4 separate regions of the Sus scrofa genome follow, and regions 1, 3 and 4 are each linked to region 2. Evidence: chromatin contacts called from public HiChIP or PLAC-seq and promoter capture Hi-C data. All regions are on one chromosome and are shown on one strand. Each heading gives the region's core, a stretch centred on a gene start, on an enhancer-like site or on the middle of the called end of the contact. The rest is flanking DNA. Distances are from core to core; before and after follow the strand shown.

Region 1 (4,994 bases), core at 1,457-3,956, 450 kb before region 2:
AAGACAAGTCACCACCTCTCTGCCCTGGATTTCTCTAGAGGAGGGATTGGGTGTTCGTCTCTGACCTTGCCTACCCGCCTCCCCCCACCAGAAACTCAATAATTTCTAGGACCCAAGGAGGTGGCTTTAGAATGAGACCGGGCTGCCTCGCTGCAGCCTTTCTGGGAGGGGGAATTTGTGATTCATTGTCCAGACTAAAGCCCCTTAGAAACTCAGTATTCCCCTCCCCCAGCCTCTCCCGCCACAGCAGCCAATGAATGCCACCCGGATGGAATTCAGTCCCCAGAGGCCAAGGGATGAAGCCTTAAGTCCCCAGCTGGGCTGGTAAACCAGATGCCCAACAGAGCAGGTGGGCAAGGGCTGCCTGACCGGTAAGACTGGTTCCTAGTTGGGGCCCCACTGAGGGAGTTCTCCTTCACTTCGTTCATATACACAAGGTCTTCAGTACCCAGGCAAGTTAAAACCAGCCTTTTATTCCAAATACTCTCCTAAGAGGAAAAACAACCCTTCGCTCTCAGACAAGTCTTCAGTTCCTTATCAGGCTCACTAAATAGTCAATCTAAAAAGACATCCTGCTCCTCTTCCTCTCTGTCCAGTGAACATAAAGAAGATCTGTGGGTTCAGGAAGGCTCTGGAACCCCAGGTCAGAGCAGATGAAAGATTTTGCTGTTCAGAAGAGACTCTGGGTGCCCAGTTCTGTGCCCTGTGATTCTGGGGCTGTGAGGGGCAGAGCTGGAGTCTTACTAACCCAGGGTCACGAAGGCTGCACTGGGCAGGGGGAGGCGCGGGAGTCCCCAAGCACTTGTTTCATTTCCCTCCCCCAGCAGCCATTCAAGCGGGGAAAGACGAGGAGCCCAGCCACCCCTCCCGCCCCCAGAGGGGGCCCCTCGCCTGGTGCCGGAAACACAAAGGGAGCCCAGGGAGAAGAATGGTGAGGCCCGGTGGCTGAGGCCTGAGGAATCCGGCCCTTTCCCACAAGGCCCTGAGGAAGAGAGACAGCAGGGCACGCCTAGAGCCAGAGAACTTCCCTGAGGGAAGAGAAAGCAGCCCTTGGCCACACCATCTCAAAATCAGGACCAGTAAAACACTCTCCCCAAACCTGACCAGGCCCTACAAGGTCAAGTGACCCCCACAAGTCTCACAACCCCAGATCCTGACAAGGAGCTGTTCCGTGAGCCAGGAACAGGACCAGTCCTAGAGGGGGGCACCATTCCTCACCTGGAGAAGCCTTTCCCACAGCTCTGGCAGATGTAGGGCTTGCCCACGGACCCATCGTGGGACCGCACATGGTAGGACATGCGATCTTTTCTCTTGAACCTCAGCCCACACACGGGGCAGGAATAGGGCTTCTCCCCCGAGTGGGAAAGCTTGTGCCGATTGAGATGGTACACGTCTCGGAAGATCTTGCCGCAGATCTCACAGGCCACCTGCTTCCTGGTCCGGCTCCTCTTTCGGGGGCCGTCGGGGTCCTCTGAGATGGGTAGCCCATTCTCGCCCAGCCTTGGAGGAGGAAGGTCGATGTAGCCCAGCTGGAGGCTGGTGACACCATGCTGGGCCTCGTGCTGCCGGAGCCGATTGGCATCAGTGAACACCTTCCCACACAGGCCACAGGGAAGGATGCCTGCTTCCCTCAGGCCCCCTGGGGACCCGAACATTGAGTCCAGAAGGTTGGCCTTCCTTGGGCGGCCCCGGCCTCGCTTGCCAGTCAGGGGAGGGGCACTGGATGCCACATTGGGGAACGGGGAAGTCAGCAGTTGGGGAGACAAGGGTCCAGCCACCATGGGCAAGCGGTCCACACCAGGTAACACAGGCAGGGAGGCTTGGCTCGCAATGGCTGCACCAGCTGCCCTAGCCGCCTCCTCCTCGGGCTGCATGCTGCCTGCGATGCCATTGCTGTTGGCTGCCAAGGCTGCTCCATTGGTCATGTCCAAAGGGAAGCCTAAGTCCGAGGTCCCAGGGGGACGAAAGAGCATGATGTCGGCCCGGGCAGGGGGCACCAGGATCTGCACATTGGACTGTTTGATGACTTCCTGGCAAATCTCAATGACGGACCTCATCAGCAGAAACTTGGCAGCCGTCATAAGCTCGGGGAAGCTCTCCAGGCGAACCACAATGCGGGAAGTGTAGGCGAAGTCCAGGATGTCCCCGAACACCTTGGAGCTGATGGTGTGCATCTCTAGCTCCCGGCTGCCCCCAGCCCCACCGCCTGGGGCCGCCGCTGCGCCCCCACGTCAGCGGGACCCCCCTCCGCAGTTCCGCCGTCGCCCAACTGGGCACTGAACACCGACTCAAAGTACTCGCTGCAGGCGGCCAGCACCGCGCGGTGCGCTGGGAAGCTCTCATCGCCCACCCGCAGAAGCACGTCGCAGAAGCGCCCGCCGTTTTTGCGCTGCTGGTTCAGGTTGTGCAGCATCTCCGTGCTGTGTCTGCTCACCTGGTAGGTGTAGCAGCCCGACGGGCCGCAAGAAGCGTCGTTCACCCGCTCCATGGCCGCCACCCCCTCCCCACAAACCGGGCCGCGGCACTTGCCCGCCCCACTCCCTTCCCCTAGGCAGCGAGAAGCAGAGCGCAGCGAACGTGTCTACACTCCCCACACGTGCCGGCCCCGGGCTCTGTAGTCTCGCAGGTGCGCCGAGCGCACACGCCCCCTGCCCGGATCGGACTGTCTAGACTGCAGAGCGCACCACCTCCCACATAGCTGCCCCCACCCCTGCTGAATCCTGCACTCCTCTCTCCTCTCCACCGGCCCGCCTCCCCTTCTCGGTCTACCTCTCGGGGGGTGCGCGAGCAAAGAGGTGCGCCCCTCCCGCAAACGCTCCTGCCACCTCCCCTCCCGCCCGCCAGGCGGCGCCGGCGCGCAGCCAAGAGGGGCGCGCGCGCACGGGGAGGAGGAGGGGTCTGTCACGCAGGCGCGTGCGCGCGCCGCGGCTTTTCCCGGGCCCGCTGGGGGCGCGCGCTGCGTCCCCTGCAAAGCGCGAGCCGGGGCGGGGGCGCCGGAGCGGAGGAAACAAAAGGCTAAGGCGGCGGCGGCGGTGGGGCGCGCACCGGGGCGGCAGCGCAGGCCGGGTCCCGGAGGCTGGCGGGCGATGTCCGCAGCGAAGGCTGGAGCGGGCGGGCGGCGGTAACGGCTGCAGGGCTGGCCCTTTCCTGGGCCGGGCGAAGGCGGCGGCGGAGCGGCGGCGCTGCGGCCCCGGGCTCCGTGTGTTCGGAGCGGAGGAAAGATGGCAGCGGCTGCACTTCCTCTTGCACTTTCACCCCTGGGGGGAGGAGAAGGAGGGGGCGATACCAACAACACCCCCCCCCTCGCTTGCAGAAAAAAAAAAGAAACGGCGAGCTCGGCGTGGGGGGCCCCCTGCGCCCCTGGCCCTGCACGTGCGCACCCGGATTCCTGGCCCGGACCGCCCCGCGCTGCAAACTTTCCACTTTCTTTGTGCGGAGCGCCCCCCCCTCACCCAGCCGAGGATGCACGTCCCCCCTTCCCTATTTATACACACCCCCCCGCAGCTCCGCTCCCCCCGCTTCCTGCCCCCCCTCCCCAGTCCCCTGCTCCGCCAATGCTAGCGCAGGCTGAGCCCCCGTCCGGCCCCCGCCTTCCCACCCCGCCCGCAGGGCCGGGGGCTGCAGTCTCAGCCCCCCCGGACCAATGCAAACGAAGCGCCAAGCCAGCAAACCAGCTCCCGCTGCCCCTCCCTCCCGGCCAACAGTGGCGGCTAGTGACGGGGCGGGGGAAAGGGGGAGATCAAGGGGGTACAGATCTGAGCCCCCCCCAGCCTGCGATGCGCACCCGTAAGTCGAGCGGGCGTCGGCTAACCTTAAGAGCTCCCTTTCGATGCACGAAATCCCTAGAAGTCGCCTGCGACCGCCTCCCCGCTCCCAACCCCAGAGAGGGCCCGGGGTCCTGACTGGGGGCAGGCCGAACCTCTGGAGCTGCTTCTGCACCCCGCACGCTGACTGAACCAAAGGGGCTGCGCGCCCGGCATAGCTGGGGATATGAGTCCATCGTCCTTCTCCCCCAAGCCGCCACACGCCGAGCTTTGTGCCCCAGGGATGGGAAAGTCACCAGTTCAGGGAGGCGACAACATAGAGGCAAGGGCAGGAGCAGGGATCCCCGCACACCCCAGGAATCAGGGGTACTGGAGACTCCAGGGAGCGCCCTTTGGCTTCCCGAGGTCGAAAGCATCCCCAGCGCCTGCAGCCCAGCGAGTCGCCGAGCGCTCAGGCCATGGGCCCCGCCTGCGGGCCTGAGCGCTTTGTCCCCGGCGGTCCTGAAGATGCTGCCACGCGCGGGCTGGACCCAGAGGTTCGTCTGCCTGTATAGCGTTGGCGGCCGCCGCAAGGCAGCCCGACTTGGAGCTTCGGGCTGCAGGCACCGCACGTGCGGGCGGGAAGTTCCCACAGTTGCAAAGAGGAGCGAAGTATGTGTTCCAAACTTTTCACGGTTCCAAACTGAGCGCTTCCATTAAGAGAAGCGGTGTGCGGGGGAAAAGCATTCTGGGTATTAGCATGCAAATGAACAGGCCCGGCTTCCAACTTCGCTCGGGATTCCCACCGCTGAGCGCCCTGCTCGCGCCAAGCCACGCGCGCCCGGGGGCTTCCGGGCGTAGCGCCTCGGGAGAACCGGAGTTCGAATCCTAGACCTCAGCTCTCTGGTTGCGTGTCCTAGTGCCGGTCACTTGGCCTCTCTGATTAAACACAATCAGTTTCCTTATACGTAGACCGAGGCAGCAGCACCTGTCTTGGTGAGGTTTGCGCAACACTTAATACTGAGCTGGGTCTCTCTCCTTACACACCTCCCCTCTTCCTAAATCGGAGTAGATGCCAAAAGCCTTTTGAGGAAAATAAATGTAGCAACTTAGAGGTTTGAGGAAAGTTCCCTGGACACGGAGCCAGGAGATCTATGTTCTAAGCCCAAATTAGCTGTGCTACCTCCGGAGCTCTCTGAGCCAGAGCTGAGGTTTTTTGCTGGATCCAGGGAACTGGCAATTTTTGTGTTC
Region 2 (5,116 bases), core at 170-2,669:
ATGCATCTGACTCTCCAAAGTAAGACTCCTGGCCTGAAATGTGGCTTCCATGCCTCTGGTGGTTCCCAACTACCTAGGGATGCTTCAGATCTTCAGCCTGGCATTGAAAACACTCCACAGTCTTGTTTTTTACCTCACCTCATGTCCCACTGCCCGACCTTTCTCACCATTTTGTTTTTATCTTCACTGCCAAGGCTTTGTCTTTGCAGACCCCACTCTCTCCCACCTTTTCCCTGACATTATCTGGACCAGCTTACCTCCTTTGGGGTATTCAGACATCTGCTTCTCCGAGACAGGGGCTGCGTCTTAACTCTTTTTTTTTTTTTTCTTTTTTTTCTTTTTTGTCCTCCCCTGGGCATACGGAATTCCTGGGCCAGGGATCCAGTGCTAGATCCTTAAGCCACTGTACCAGGCTGGGGATTAAACCTGCATTCCAGCCCTCCCAAGATGACCTCATTGAGCCACAGAGAGAACTGAGTGTCCTACTCATTCTGCACCTACTCTTTCCCCCAGTGTTGAGCATGCAGTAGGTGCTCAATAAAATTCTCAGAGAACCTCAGGCCCCTTCTCCTGCACTGCCCTTCGCATGGTATACTAGGTCTGGTCATGCTTTAGTTATTGGGATTTTCCTCTCTTGTCCGAGGCCCAGCCCTGGGCCTGGCACCAGGGTTCCTCAGCGTGGAACGCCAGGACTGGCTCAGTGACCAGCGGGTCCACTCTCCTCTTTGCCACTTTACAGGCCAACAGTAACCTTGAGCAACTCACACTGGTCTGGCTTTGAAAAAAGAGGCCAGCTGTACCCACTGGCCTGAGTTGTGAGCATCAGATACGATCGTGCCTGGAAAGGCCTAGCACTGGGCCAGCTCCTAGCAGGTGTGTCACGAAGGTTATCCGCCTCAGCCGGGCCGGTCAGTCCCTCCTCCCGCGTAAAGGCACAGTCTGCACAAGGCCACTCCCTAGGGTGGAGGCGCAGTGAATGAATGTGTTGTGGGGTGGGGGTGGGGGGGACGTTAGGCGGGACCGACTCTAATCTGCCAGCGCAGACCCAAGTGCTGGGTGTGGCCCTGCGAAGCCGAACGGTTAGACTGGGCGGGGGCGGGTCCAGACCGCCCGTCGGGCATGCGGCCTCCTGGCTTCCCCAAGCGCTAGTTTTATTTGCTTTGGAGTCCCTTCTCAATCTAGTGCTCTAACATGGGTTCAGAAGCACCTTTCCGGGTGGGGCCGTGACAGTGCGCTGCCAGCGGAGCAGCCATCTCCCGGCCCCTTCCCCGATCTCTGCAGTCCCCACCCCAGCGGTCCCCTCTTCACCTCCACCTCTGCGGTGGTAAAATGCAGCACTCGCACGGCGCCTGCGCGGCTTTGGGGCGGGGCGGTGGTCGCAGCTATTTATAGTAGCTGACGTCACCTTGAAATAGACCGTTAGGGCCGGCCCGCCCTTCCCCCCTCCCACTTGCGCCGCTCCGCGCCGCCCGGCCCTGCCCCTCCCACTGCGCAGGCGTCCTCCCATCCGCCCATCCCCCCGCGTGACCGCCTGTCCTCTCTCGGCGGCGTCCGCGGTGCGAGCCACAGCGCGCGAGGCGAGCCAGCGAGAGGTCGATCGGTGCTGCCTGCTGCTTGTAGCCTAGGCGGGCCGGCGAGCCAGTGCGCGTGCGCGGCGGCGGCCTCCGCGGCGACCGGGAGCGGACGCGCGGGCTAGCAAGCGAGTGGAGCTGGGCGCGAGGCGAGGCCGAGCCATAGCGACATGGGGGACCGCGAACAGCTGCTGCAGCGGGCGCGGCTGGCCGAGCAGGCGGAGCGCTACGACGACATGGCCTCCGCCATGAAGGCGGTGAGCGCGCCGGACGCCCGGGCGGCCGGCCGGGGGCCCGACGCAGGGGAAGGGTGGGCAACCAGGCGGCTGCTCCCTCCAGGCCTGGGGCGACCCCGCCGCCCCGCTGGGCGCGGCCACCCGCCCGCACACCGCGCTTCCCGCGCCCGCCGCGCGCCCCGCCATTTCCTGCGGCCGGGCCCTGGTGGGGTTTCTAGGGAGGGGGTGCGGCGGTGACCCCGCGGGCGGGCCATCTGGTGGTCGGGGGTCGCCATATCCCAGCTCGGACCACAGGTGAGGGAGGGTGCCCGTGGGAAGGTGAGGGAGTCACATTTCTCCTTCTGGATATTTCTGTCGGGCTGGGGCACCCCCTCTTTTCTCCACACCCCAACTTGTAATAAAGAATCACCTAGTGAGTGGCGCCCTGTCTCTCATGGTTTCCGCTGCCACTACCTGCAGTCGGTGTAATTCCGATCCGTTTTTGCTCCGCTCGCTGGAATCGTTCTGGTTCCATCCTCCCACGCCCGGGGTCCGCATTGTGTGCGGAGACCCCCCCCCTCCCCCCCGCAAGCCGGCGGGAGGGTGGCGGGCGTGTGGCTCCTTCCAGGTTGGATGCGGCACCCATCTGCTTGGAGACTAAAACGGGTCGTGACTCCTGGGCGGGCCGAGCCCGTGTACCTTTGCCTTGCCGAGACCCTCAGAGACCTGTCTGCAGCTCGATTTCCGGGGAAGGAGCCTTTGCCGACCACACCCTGGCAAATGCCCTGGATTAGATACCACCTGCGTGCCTGAGACTTAGGGTTGTGGCGAACTCCTCGCTAACCTCGTCTCCGCGCATTATTTCACGTTTTCTCCAAATGAACATTACTTCCCTCTGCGTCAAGGTCACACGGGTATAGCCACAGCTGCGGCCACCAACCTGCCATGTTCACCCAGTGTTCCACCTCCTGAGACCTGAAAGGATCTCCTGGGGCCCCACCCTAGACCTAAAGACTCAGAAACCCTGGGGGTGGAGCTCAGCTGCACTTGAACCAGCCCTCAAGTGGCAAGTGTTAGTAGGTTTAAGTTCAGCAATTACTGCCCTGGATTCTTTTTTTTTTTTTTTTTTTTTAGACTGCCCTGGATTCTACAGCTCATTTGCCCTTTTTCGAGCCTTGGGAGGGGATTTCTTAGAGGAAAAAACCCACAAATACAGAGGCTTCCTAAAATGTCAGAGTCATATAAAAAGCTCCTTTTAAAGCTTTCAATAGTAATATGTGAAGTATGTTGTTGAGGTCAATATTTGGGCTTATCCAGGTAAGAAGTGTACTTGAAGAGTTATCTCTTCCATGTTGTCCTTGTCACACATTGAACCAGATGTTTGGAAACCACCACTGCTGCCGCCACCTCGCATTTGTTGATTCATTGGTGATCCCAGTTTGAGCCCTTGCTTGGTGTCATGGGCTAGGTGGGAGCTTTTCATCCAGAACAGGGATGATTTAGGTTTAGGACCTGATGTCTATGTAATTCTGGGGGTCTTATAAGAAAAACAAGTGTAAGATACAGTAATATAGCAAATTTTACAGAATCTGGACTTACTGTGTGAGTGCATTTCCTTGGAAGGGGTTCTAAGCTTAATCTTCAGAATAAAGCCACTTTTGTCCACCCAGCAAGTCACACTTAAGTATGACTTTTCCCCAGTAACTGAGTGCCACTGGGATTATACTGGTTGAGGCCGCTCTTTGGACATTTTAGTGAGGCCCTTACTTATCCTGGAGTGGGACTTGAAGGCCACAGTGTTAGGAGGCTTTTGGGGAATAAAGCAGGAATGGGGCTGGAATCAACGTTGATGCAGGTTAAGGGAAGATGACTGGAAGGTAGTTCTGGAGCTATAGGCAACTTGAAATGGGAAAGGAAGAATGCAGAGATCTAACCAGAATGAAACAGTTTGTGGAGAGAAAATAATTGATTTTCTGGTCTTTATAAGCAATCTTGAAAAAAACGCTTTCCTGCAGCTACCTACTTGTGTCCACAGATTTTTCTCTGAGATGTTAAGGTAGGATTTTGCAAACAGATGGTCCCTTTTGTGTATTGGGAATATGTAATATCTGCATCTGAAATGATTGATGGGTTGGATAAGCCATTAAATATTCAATCCAAACTCTGTTATCTCAGAATTTCGATAAACCATTTCCTCAAGGTACCTCCTATTAAATAATAAGAATTTGGGGGGTCACTTTGCCTGTTTCTCCTATTAAGGAAATTTTTTTCATCCTAATGGACTACATTTATTGGAAAGGACTTGACAGGGGTCAGTGGAAAACAGTTTCTCACATTTCTACCTGTTGTTTTTTGTATGTTAAATTCTTAATGTTATGGAGAAGACTCAGTCCCCATTTCATTAATATCATAGGCCTAAAGTATAGCTTTTGGAAAGAGAATTCTGGGTAACTCTTTGGGTTTATGTGGGTTTCTCAGGACAGGTAAGTAGACTGCTTGCTCTGCCACACCTGGGTGAGGGGATGTTCTGCTGCCACCACTCTGTGACCTTGAAGCTCACATCTCTTCTGATCCTCTGACATGTAAAACTAGTAATGTTGGTGTTACTGTCAAGTGAGTTTTCAGTCTTCATCCTTCTAACTTGTTTTCTGTTTCCTTTATAATTTAAATGTTACCTAATAACATTGCCTGCCTGTACTGGCTCATGTTCCTTATGCTGTCAGCGTCACCTGGAGGACCATGTCGGTAAGGTTTAAAAAAACCATGCAGGTTGGAAACAGTGGGTTGCCTCACATCCTTGAGAGCTGCAATTCCCTGCCTCACTCTATACTTCGAAGGGGCAAAAATGTTTTTGAAGTGAAGTAAAGGTGTGTCTTCAGGTTCTTATTTCATATTGAGGAGCTTACATAGAGTGGACTAGTGGAAAGAAACATTGTGAAACATTCTAGAACCCAATTCCTTTCTAGACCAGGTGTGGAATGACCTTATACACTTCATAACCTCTGTAAAATGGGTAGAGTATCATGAGAACTATGAGATAAATGTATAAAGTGGGATTAAAATGTTCATAACACTAAGTGACTTAAGGAAAGAGGTAAATAACCAGATTTCTAGTGAATATTCATGGATAGACATAATTCAGTCATGTCTCATTTCTTAGTCATCTTTTATATTAAGACGTGGTCGAGCTCCCTGGTAGCTCAGGATCGAGCATTGTCACTGCTGTGGTGTGAGTCACTGATGTGCGTGTGTTCAGTCCTTGGCCCAGGAACTTATACATGTCATGGGCAAGGCCAAGAGAAACCCCAAACTAAAACATGAGTGGTAATC
Region 3 (5,032 bases), core at 2,114-4,613, 420 kb before region 2:
ACAAGAGTTCGCATCATGGATCGGGGAAAGAAATCTGATTAGCATCCATGAGAACACAAGTTTGATTCCTGGCCTTGCTCAGTGAGTTGAGGATCCATTGTTGCTGTGAGCTATGATTTAGGTTGCAAACTCAGCTGGGATCTGATGTTTCTGTGGCTGTGGTGTAGGCCAGTAGCTACAGCTCTGATTTGACCCCTAGCCTGGAAAACTCCATATGCTGTGGGTGTGCCCTAAAAAGATGAAAAAATAGTGGCGACATGGATTTTTTCATGTATCATTATTCTGTTGCTTCTCCTGCTATTACCTAGACACAGGTGTTTATTTCTCACTTACTATAGTGTCTATAATTAGGTATAAATCCTCATTTAGGAAAAAAAATCTTTACTGGTTCTTAAAAAAATTTTTTTCCTGTCTCCTTGTTTTTAATTTCCATTTTTCGTAAATATGTTGCAAGGGCTTGCTGTAGCTGCCCCCATGCTGGTACTGGAGATTTATACTGCTCCTCCCTCATGGGCTCAGGGGCTAGTGGGGAGTCAGACAAGAAAACAAGCAGAATGATGTGCTCTGATGGGGTTAGAACCTGGGGAAGCCATTGGCAGACCTCTATTCAGCCTTGAGAACCAAGGAATGCTTCTCAGAGACTATATGGGTCAGGACACTCTGAGGTTAAGAATTATCCAGATGTGGGTGGTGGAAGGATGGGAGGATAGTGCCATAGAATACCTGCACATTTGAATAAATACAGTTATTTTATTTTATTTTTAAATTTTTTTTGCCTTTTCTAGGGCCACACCCGCAGCATATGGAAGTTCCCAGGCTAGGGGTCTAATCTGAGCTGTAGCTGCCGGCCTACACCGCATCCACAGCAATGCCAGATACAAGCCTCGTCTGCGACCTACACCACAGCTCACAGCAATGCCGGACGGATCCTTAACCCACTGAGCAGGGCCAGGGATTGAACCCGTGACATCATGGTTGCTAATCAGATTCGTTAATCACTGAGCCATGTCGGGAACTCCGAAATACAGTTATTTTAGAATGGTTGGAGGATTCTGGCAAGAGACAAAGTTTTTCTGTCTTTCCTCTGTTTCATAATTTTTTTTTTTTTTTTTTTAAGAAATACAGTGGTGTAGACCTGGGCTAGCTGTGGCTCTTAGGAGCTGGGCTTAAAGGCCTGGTCTTGACCTCCCAATTTGGAAACTTCTTGAGTGTAGGAACAGTGTCTGATTCACTCTCTGCTCTGTCCCCAGCTCTGGTACAGAACCAAGCCCCAGCAGGAGCTCAGTTAATATTTTTGGATGAGTAAGATGGCCACCCAGGACTGTGGGGAAGATCAGTATTACCTTTTGGCACAATCCTGACAGCCTGGGTCCCTCATGGTGGGTCCTGGGGTGTCTTTGAGCAATTAAGTGAATAATTTCGTGGCAGGCTTCCCAGGACAGAGGACAGATTTGCTAAGGAGAACGTACCCGCAGCCGCATGACAGCTTTGATATTGTTCTTAAGTACTCTAAGTTAGGAGAGGTCTGCTGATTTGATTTTATCTGTCTTTAAGACTGATCTTTGGGAGTTCCCATCGTGGCGCAGTGGTGAACGAATCGGACTAGGAACCATGAGGTTGCGGGTTCGGTCCCTGCCCTTGCTCAGTGGGTTAAGGATCCGGCGTTGCCGTGAGCTGTGGTGTAAGTTGCAGACGCGGCTCGGATCCTGCGTTGCTGTGGCTCTGGTGTAGGCCGGTGGCTACAGCTCCGATTGGACCCCTGGCCTGGGAACCTCCATGTGCTACGGGAGCGGCCCAAAGAAATAGTAAAAAGACAAAAAAAAAAAAAAGAAAAAAAAGACTGATCTTTGATAACCTCACATTCCAGGTAGACTTCCTCTCCTCTCCTTCCCTCCCACATTACTGAAGGTGTGGGATCTAAGTACCTCAATCACCTCTTAATTTAGTTACGAAAAGGCTGAAGTTAAAGAAAGAAATTCCTGAGCCCTTTGGGGACCTTCCATAAAAGCTTTCCTTTTCCCATTCTCTCCCTTATGCCCTATAAGACCTCCTTTTGTGTCTCTGGCAAGTAGAAATGGTTCTTACTTACAAATTTAAATAAATAAGCTTCCTTCCCAGGGCTGAGTGGAGGTCTGAGAGGAGGCAAGTTAAGCCTGGCCTGTGGATCCTGATAGGTCAATCAATTTATCAACAAGAATTCATTGATTCCACATGAAGCAGCTTTCAAAATCAGCACACAGCTCCTGGACGTCGTGGCTTCCTCTTCGCAAGATACTTGGGGAAGAGGAATCTTTTGAAATTTAAAATTTTATGATTACACAAATACTTAGATGCATTAATCTTAAAAAAATTGAACAACACAATAATATGTGGAATAACAAGTGAAAGGCTTTCTCTGTCTTTCCTTACACCCCATCCCACTGCTAACAGCTTGAGATTTTACCCCTTTACTCAGATCATTTCGCAGTGCACTTTGTGACAGGTATATTTATATAAACATCTAATTAAAAAACTAACATCAATGGGATCACAAAGTAGGTGCAGTTCTACTACTATTTCCCCTCCCCTTCCCTCTCCTCTCCTCAACTGGACCCTTAACCCACTGAGCCACAGCAGGAATTCCTCCCCCATTTTTTTTTTTCTTTTTCACAATATGACTTGGACATCCTTCCAGTCAGACCACACAGATCTATGTTTTAACGGCTAGAATAATATTCCACAGCATAGAAGTACCATTATCTATCCATTTCCCCACTGATGAACATTAACATAGTTAAGAATTTTTCAGTATTAGAGGCTATGTTGCAAGTACTGGTTCTCTGGGAATTACCCATTAAATCATGCACTTACTGTGGGCTCACCATGTGCCACGCACTCCGCTAGGGGAGGAGGTAAACAAAACAGACATCTAAAAATAATTAAGAGTGATGGAAAGAGGGCATCTTCTTTTCCAAAGAAGGCCAGACAGGCTAAAGATCGGTCTCTATATCAACCCAGGAGGCTGAGGAGTCCCCCAGCGTGTTTCCCCAGCTGTGCAAGGGGCCCCAAGACCCGTCGGTCCTGCAAAGGAAGACGGGTGGTGGGCGCTACGGCGCTTTTTAGCAGGGTCTGAGAGCCGCGGGCTACTCGCCAGGAGTCGCTCATCACACACCACGCGCTGAGAGCAATTACAGCGAAGTGGGGCGGGGCCGAGCGGCGCGCGACCCTCCGCGCGCTCCGGGAGATGCGGACAGGGGCGGCCTCTCTGGCCCTGGCTCCCGCGGGCTCTATGACACCGCGCCGGCTCGGAGGGGGGCGGGAATGTTGGCTAGAAAGGCCACTTCATGCTTACATCTCGCGGTGTGCCTCGCGCGGAACTCTCGCGACAGCAATGAAATCCCGCGCTTGCGCACCCCTATAGCGCCTGGTGGTTGCGGCTGGTTCGCCGCCGGGTATGTGAAGAGGGTAGACCTGTGTGGACCTAGCTGTTCCCCGTGCGACTCGTCACCATGAGCAGCACCTTAGCCAAGATCGCGGAGATCGAAGCCGAGGTAATGGGCACTCGAAAAGTCCGTCTGAGCGTTCCTCTTCGGGCCGTAGCTCATGCTTGAACTTCCTTCAGCCGAGTCTGGACCGGGCCGCGTTCCCCGATTCCCCTCAGCCTTGGCTCGCTTTCCTTGACTTCCCTCTTCTCGGTTCCACGTTCCATACCCCCGCCTCTTCCAGTGTTCGACTCCTTTCTGAACTTCGTTTTAGTTTTTTCTGGCTTTTCTGTGAGCAACACTTAATCCCCCCACTTCAGCCCTGACCTGATCACGTACTTCATTCGGTATCTTTCCTTATCCCTCGGACCCCCTCCAAACTCTGCTTTAATGATCTCCTTTCCCAGAGTATTGATCCTGGGAATAGGATCTGGAAGTAAATTGTCGTCTGTGGTAGCTGTTGATTCCACCTGGATTGTTCTGTGATTCTTTTGTCGCAAGTGCTCGGAGTTCTTTAAAATCAATTGGGTCACACCAGGTACCCATGAACAGTTGGAAAGGAATCAGCAGCTGTTTTAATCTAATCTATGAAGGCTGATTGTAATGAACTTAGTCATGTTTCTTCTCTTTAGGCCTCAGTTCTTTGTAGTGAGGGGAATGGTCTGGGTCATGGAGTGAATGGATTTTTATTTTTATAAGTCTGACTTAAAACGAGTGTATTAACATAAGCGGGAATTCTAAGAATTCTCACAACATTGTAAATCAACTATAATTTAAAAGACAGCAGTGCAGAAATGGACCAAAAAAAAAACAAACAAAAAAAAAACCCACAACACAATTCTGTGAGCTGGGGGGCATTCATTCTGGATATTTTACCTTGTAGGAACTGCTTCTGATTTATGGCTGTGATTCCTCTCTTGTAGATGGCTCGGACTCAAAAGAACAAGGCCACAGCACACCACCTAGGGCTGCTTAAGGCTCGCCTTGCTAAGCTTCGCAGGGAACTCATTACTCCAAAAGGTGGTGGTGGTGGTGGGCCAGGAGAAGGTTTGTGTTTTTCTTCAACTTTTTTCTTTATTTGGTGTACTTTTTTTTTTTATTATTAAAACTGTAAAAATGTATGGTTTAAAAATAATTAAAAATTTTCTATCAAAGTAGATTAGTATTTTCTAAGCTTAAATTCTTAAATTGTGTTTATTCTACTGATTTCAAAGGCAAATATTCTCCAAGTGAACAGGGTTTTATTTATGTATATCCTGTACTGATCCAAAGTAGATTTACATAGGTTTACTGAAATATGTAAATAAATAGTCAACAAGATAAAGGAATTGATGCAAAGGGAAATGAAGGTAGAAAGAATAAGTTGAAGCCAAGAGAGATAAAATTAGGACCAAAAGTAGTCATAAGGTCTGTACACTTCCTAGAGAAGGGCCACAAATTTGGCTTTGTTTGGAACCCATTGTAAGAAAGAAAACTCGGAGTTCCCGTTGTGGCGCAGTGGTTAACGAATCCGACTAGGAACCATGAGGTTGCGGGTTTGGTCCCTGCCCTTGCTCAGTGGGTTAACGATC
Region 4 (4,424 bases), core at 1,320-3,819, 330 kb before region 2:
ATGGTTCCTAGTTGGATTCGTTAACCACTGCACCGCGACAGGAACTCCAGTTTTAACCTTTCTTGTTATGTAAAACTAGATGCCTACAAATCCTTGTTTCATTGTAGCTTTTGAATGTTATTCTCTTTGGCAGGAATGATAATTTGTAATTCTAAAAAAGGGGGCACACTTTTGCAACTGAAATGAATTTTCAAATAGCAGTATGGGAAACTTTGAAAGAATAAAAGAGAAAAATGTTTTATTCTACTTCTTCATTAAGTATTTGTAAGATCTTGGTTAGGTTCAAATTCTTGGTTCAGTTTGGCCTAAGGGACTCCGAGTTTCAGTCAGTTGGAGAAATTAGCAGTCCAAAAACAGTAAAGAAGAAAATGGAAATTAGAAACCTAGAATTTTTGAGAGCAGCCTCATCTCAAAAAGTTGGGATTACACCTCCCTAAATGGGCTTTTTCCTACTCAGTTTTTCTTTCTCCAAGGGTTATCCCTAGTTCAAAGAAAACAGAATTTGAACAGTTTCACAATTTTGGCATCATGTAAAGAAAAACCACACAGCAAATTATTTGCAGAGGCTAAACCCCTTCTTGGCACTTTACAGCTTTGATTTTACATATGTAAAGTATTTAAAACAGAGCCTGACACCACTGAGTGCTGCTGCACTAGCTACTGTTATTCTATACTGTTATTTCTAATTTTTCCTAATAGGACTAATTATTTTCATTATAACTCAAATGGAAACACCTTGCTTTCCTATTTTAGTCAAAACTGAGATGATAAATGCAAATGACAGAAAGGATCAGCAAATCATCTAGAAAACACGATCTATCATCCTAGGTTTGTCATAAATTTATATACACATATAATTTATATAAAGCTCTTACAATAAAGACTAATTTTACAGTAAGTGAGTATTAGCTACAGTGTTTTTTTTTTTTTTTTTTTTCTTTTTTTGTCTTTCTGTCTTTTGTTGTTGTTGTTGTTGCTATTTCTTGGGCCGCTCCCGCGGCATATGGAGGTTCCCAGGCTAGGGGTTGAATCGGAGCTGTAGCCACCGGCCAACACCAGAGCCACAGCAACGCAGGATCCGAGCCGCGTCTGCAACCTACACCACAGCTCACGGCAATGCCGGATCGTTAACCCACTGAGCAAGGGCAGGGACCGAACCCGCAACCTCATGGTTCCTAGTCGGATTCGTTAACCACTGTGCCACGACGGGAACTCCTACAGTGTTAATTAAGACTTTGAAAACCACTAAATTACTTTAAAAATAGTTGGTCACATAACTTCAGCAAATAGTCCTGCCTAAAAGATTGGCTCCCGTGTCCTGCTTAAGTGGAACTTATATTAAACACGTTTTTACAAAATTTACCATAGGTAGAAAATAGAGCAAAAATGCAAACTACCTGTAATTTCAGTCCCGAGAAACCCAACAATGGTTATTTTTCCTCCTGTTTTGTTTTGGTTTGGTTTGGGGTCTTTCTGGCTGCACCCGCGGCCCACGGAAGTTCCTGGGGCAGGGATGGAAACCAAGTCACATGCCAAATCCCAAGCACTAGACCACCAGGGAACTCCTTTCCTCCCGTTTATAACGTAAAAATTTTCAAGCATTTAAACACATAATGCCAGGAGTTCCCATCGTGGCTCAGTGGTTAACGAATCTGACCAGGAAAGATGAGGTTGCGGCTTCAATTCCTGGCTGCGCTCAGTGGGTTAAGGATCCAGCGTTGCCGTGAGCTGTGGTGTAGGTTGCAGACGCGGCTCGGATCTGGCGTTGCTGTGGCTCTGGAGTAGGCTGGCGGCTACAGCTCCGATTAGACCCCTAGCCTGGGCACCTCCATATGCCGCAGTAGCGGCCCTAGAAAAGGCAAAAAGACAAATAAGCAAAAAAACATAATGCCAGCCTTTGCGTTCTCCACCAGAAATCTCAAGTGCTTTCCAAAGCGCAGGAGAAAAAGGATATAAAACTATCTTACCTACCGTTTCCCACCCCTATTTTTAAAACATCAGAGTGGGCCCAATTATAAAAAAATAACTATTACTAACAATTAATGCTCGTTAATTACATTTTAAAAGGAAGGTTAAGATAGCAGCCTGGGATAATTTAATTCAGGGACTGCGAAACCTCGCGCCCGCACCCACTTAGTCCAGATTGACAACATTCGTGGCCCACGCAGGCGCGCAACCTATGCCTCGGGGACCGGCTCGTGCTGCCTGGGAACCATGGAGAACCAAAAGCCAGATAGGCAGGAGCCTAGAGGTGCGGGCTGGAGGACTTCAGCCCGGAGCCTCGTTCCTAGTGCTTGCCTCACGAAGCTTAACTAGGGGATCGGCTTCGAAACAGCTCCCACTCCTGGCGTCTGAGAGTAGCAGTAGGAGGCTGAGCTCTGTGTGAAGCGAGTGGGCCTCGGAGGTAGAGCGCCCTCCGTGGGGCGAGCCAGACAAAGCGTCGGTCGGCCCACCTCAAGGGAAATTCACAGTGCGGACTCTCCCTCGCTGCCAGAGGGGGGCGTGACCCTGCCGCACTGACGCTGCGTGAACTCCCCGGGACCCGGCCGGGCGTCCCTTACGCACGCCGCGTCGCCGTGGAGACGGGGGCGGGGCCGGCGCGGACCTGCGTGCAGAGGCGCGGGAACCTCAGAGGCTGGTTTGGGCTGCGCCAGCGGGCCGGGTCCGCTTCGTGTTTACCAAAACTTCGGGGCGCGAGGCGGGAGGCTAGGCTTCCCCAGGCGCGAGGCCGGGTTCGATAGTCCCCAGCCTCTCAGTGGCTTGGACCCTCCAGCCGGAGCCCAGCGGCGAGCGCGCGATCTTCCGAGTCCGGCCAGGTGAGTCCTGTGGGAGCCTCCGCTTCCTCCTCCTGTAGAAGTGCAGGTGATGCTTCCAGCCCACGGGGCTGAGGTCTGGGGATGGAAAAGAGGTGGAAAGAGAGCACCGGGCGGCGCCAGGAGCCCTCGCTTCTCGCGGGGCGTGGCGTTCTTCCGCGGGGCTCGTGCGCGACGAGCTGGGAGCCCGTGCCGCATCCGTGCAAGGCTCATTTGCGTGAGCGGATACGAATTGAGGGTTTCTTGATCTCTGCTGCGTGACCAAGTGAGGGGCAAGGGTATGTAGACCTCAGGGGCCATACCTGAGCTTCGAGGGCCAATTGGGCAAAAACATTCAGTGGGAGATTAGTGCTCGGTTTTGTTTGTTTGTTTGTTTGTTTGATGAGAGGCCATTCAGGTTTTTTGTAAACCTCTGGGTTATGGTAAATTTTGTTGAGTGAATGCTGTTAGGGAGTGAGTACCAGTCCCAGCTGTACCACTTAGCTGATGACTTTGGGCACCTCGTTTATAAAATGAAGATGATTATAGAATGAAAAGTAGGGTGGTTGTATTGAAGCAGGTAAAATGAAAAGTGGTTAGTACTCTGCCTGGCACAGAGTACCCACTCCATGAATGCTTTTTTTTTTTTTTTTTTTTTTGGTCTTTTTTTTAGTGCTGAACCTCTGGCATATGGAGGTTCCCAGGCTAGGGGTGTAATCGGAGCTATAGCTACTGGCCTGTCTGTGACCTACACCACAGCTCACTGCAACGCGGGGTCCTTAACCCACTGAGGCCAGGAATGGAACTCACAACCTCATGGTTCTTCGTCCGATTTGTTTCCCCTGGCCAGGGCGGGAACTCCCATGAACGCTATTCTAAATCTAGTCTGTACATTCTAGGTGCTGTGGTATCCACCTAAGGGCCATGGAGGTATCAGGCTTGGAGGTGTCATGGAAGACTTCCTGAGGGAAGTAGTTGAAATTTATTCTGGGACATAGAATATAGATTTAGGTATTTCCATGCTTTTCTTTAGTAAGATTATTCATTTCTCATTGATAGAAGCTGAAGAATATTGTAGGAACTTAAAATACTTTTACATTTATGATTTTCAAGTTAGCATATGTATTTAAGAATTATATTAGGATTTCCCGTCGTGGCGCAGTGGTTAACGAATCCGACTAGGAACCATGAGGTTGCGGATTCGGTCCCTGCCCTTGCTCAGTGGGTTAACGATCCGGCGTTGCCGTGAGCTGTGGTGTAGGTTGCAGACACGGCTCGGATCCCGCGTTGCTGTGCCTCTGGTGTAGGCCGGTGGCTACAGCTCCGATTCAACCCCTAGCCTGGGAACCTCCATATGCCGCGGGAGCGGCCCAAGAAATAGCAACAACAACAACAAAAAGACAAAAGACAAAAAAAAAAAAAAAAAAGAAAGAATTATATTAAGGAGTTTCCGTAGTGGCTCAATGGTTAACGAATCCGACTAGGAATGATGAGGTTTCGGGTTTGATCCCTGGCCTTGCTCAGTGGGTTAAGGATTCGGCGTTGCAGTGAGCTGTGGTGTAGGTTGCAGATGCGGCTCGGATCCCTTGTTGCTGTGGCTCTGCTGTAGGCCGGTGGCTATATCTCCAATTA

Evidence for each region. Promoter capture Hi-C pulls out the DNA fragments that hold promoters and counts their contacts. HiChIP or PLAC-seq counts read pairs in DNA pulled down with a chosen protein or histone mark.
Region 1: a contact with region 2 is called in a promoter capture Hi-C map of fetal liver, with 2.0 times the contacts expected there. The contact joins the promoter of PATZ1 here to the promoter of YWHAH in region 2. A contact is called at or near these places in 1 of 5 promoter capture datasets (fetal liver) and 2 of 2 datasets of contacts at active chromatin or transcription factors (alveolar macrophages and skeletal muscle).
Region 3: an H3K27ac HiChIP or PLAC-seq map of skeletal muscle shows a contact between it and region 2, with 2.9 times the contacts expected there. The contact joins the promoter of DRG1 here to the promoter of YWHAH in region 2. A contact is called at or near these places in 1 of 47 Hi-C or Micro-C datasets (alveolar macrophages) and 2 of 2 datasets of contacts at active chromatin or transcription factors (alveolar macrophages and skeletal muscle).
Region 4: a contact with region 2 is called in a promoter capture Hi-C map of fetal liver, with 5 times the contacts expected there. The contact joins the promoter of SFI1 here to the promoter of YWHAH in region 2. A contact is called at or near these places in 3 of 5 promoter capture datasets (fetal liver, fetal skeletal muscle and liver), 4 of 47 Hi-C or Micro-C datasets (epiblast stem cells, heart right ventricle and liver) and 2 of 2 datasets of contacts at active chromatin or transcription factors (alveolar macrophages and skeletal muscle).

Annotation. Positions count from the first base shown.
Region 1 is chr14:48,090,679-48,095,672 of Sscrofa11.1, forward strand. PATZ1 (POZ-, AT hook-, and zinc finger-containing protein 1) reads right to left here and starts at 2,707. Exons shown (of 6, transcript XM_021073093.1): 1 at 2,233-2,707; 2 at 1,219-2,230. The coding sequence starts at 2,488.
Region 2 is chr14:48,542,612-48,547,727 of Sscrofa11.1, forward strand. It overlaps YWHAH (14-3-3 protein eta), which reads left to right and starts at 1,420. Exons shown (of 2, transcript XM_001928076.4): 1 at 1,420-1,828. The coding sequence starts at 1,742.
Region 3 is chr14:48,123,444-48,128,475 of Sscrofa11.1, forward strand. DRG1 (developmentally-regulated GTP-binding protein 1) reads left to right here and starts at 3,364. Exons shown (of 9, transcript XM_001927253.5): 1 at 3,364-3,530; 2 at 4,385-4,508. The coding sequence starts at 3,489.
Region 4 is chr14:48,207,970-48,212,393 of Sscrofa11.1, forward strand. It overlaps SFI1 (protein SFI1 homolog), which reads left to right and starts at 2,570. Exons shown (of 33, transcript XM_005670867.3): 1 at 2,570-2,816.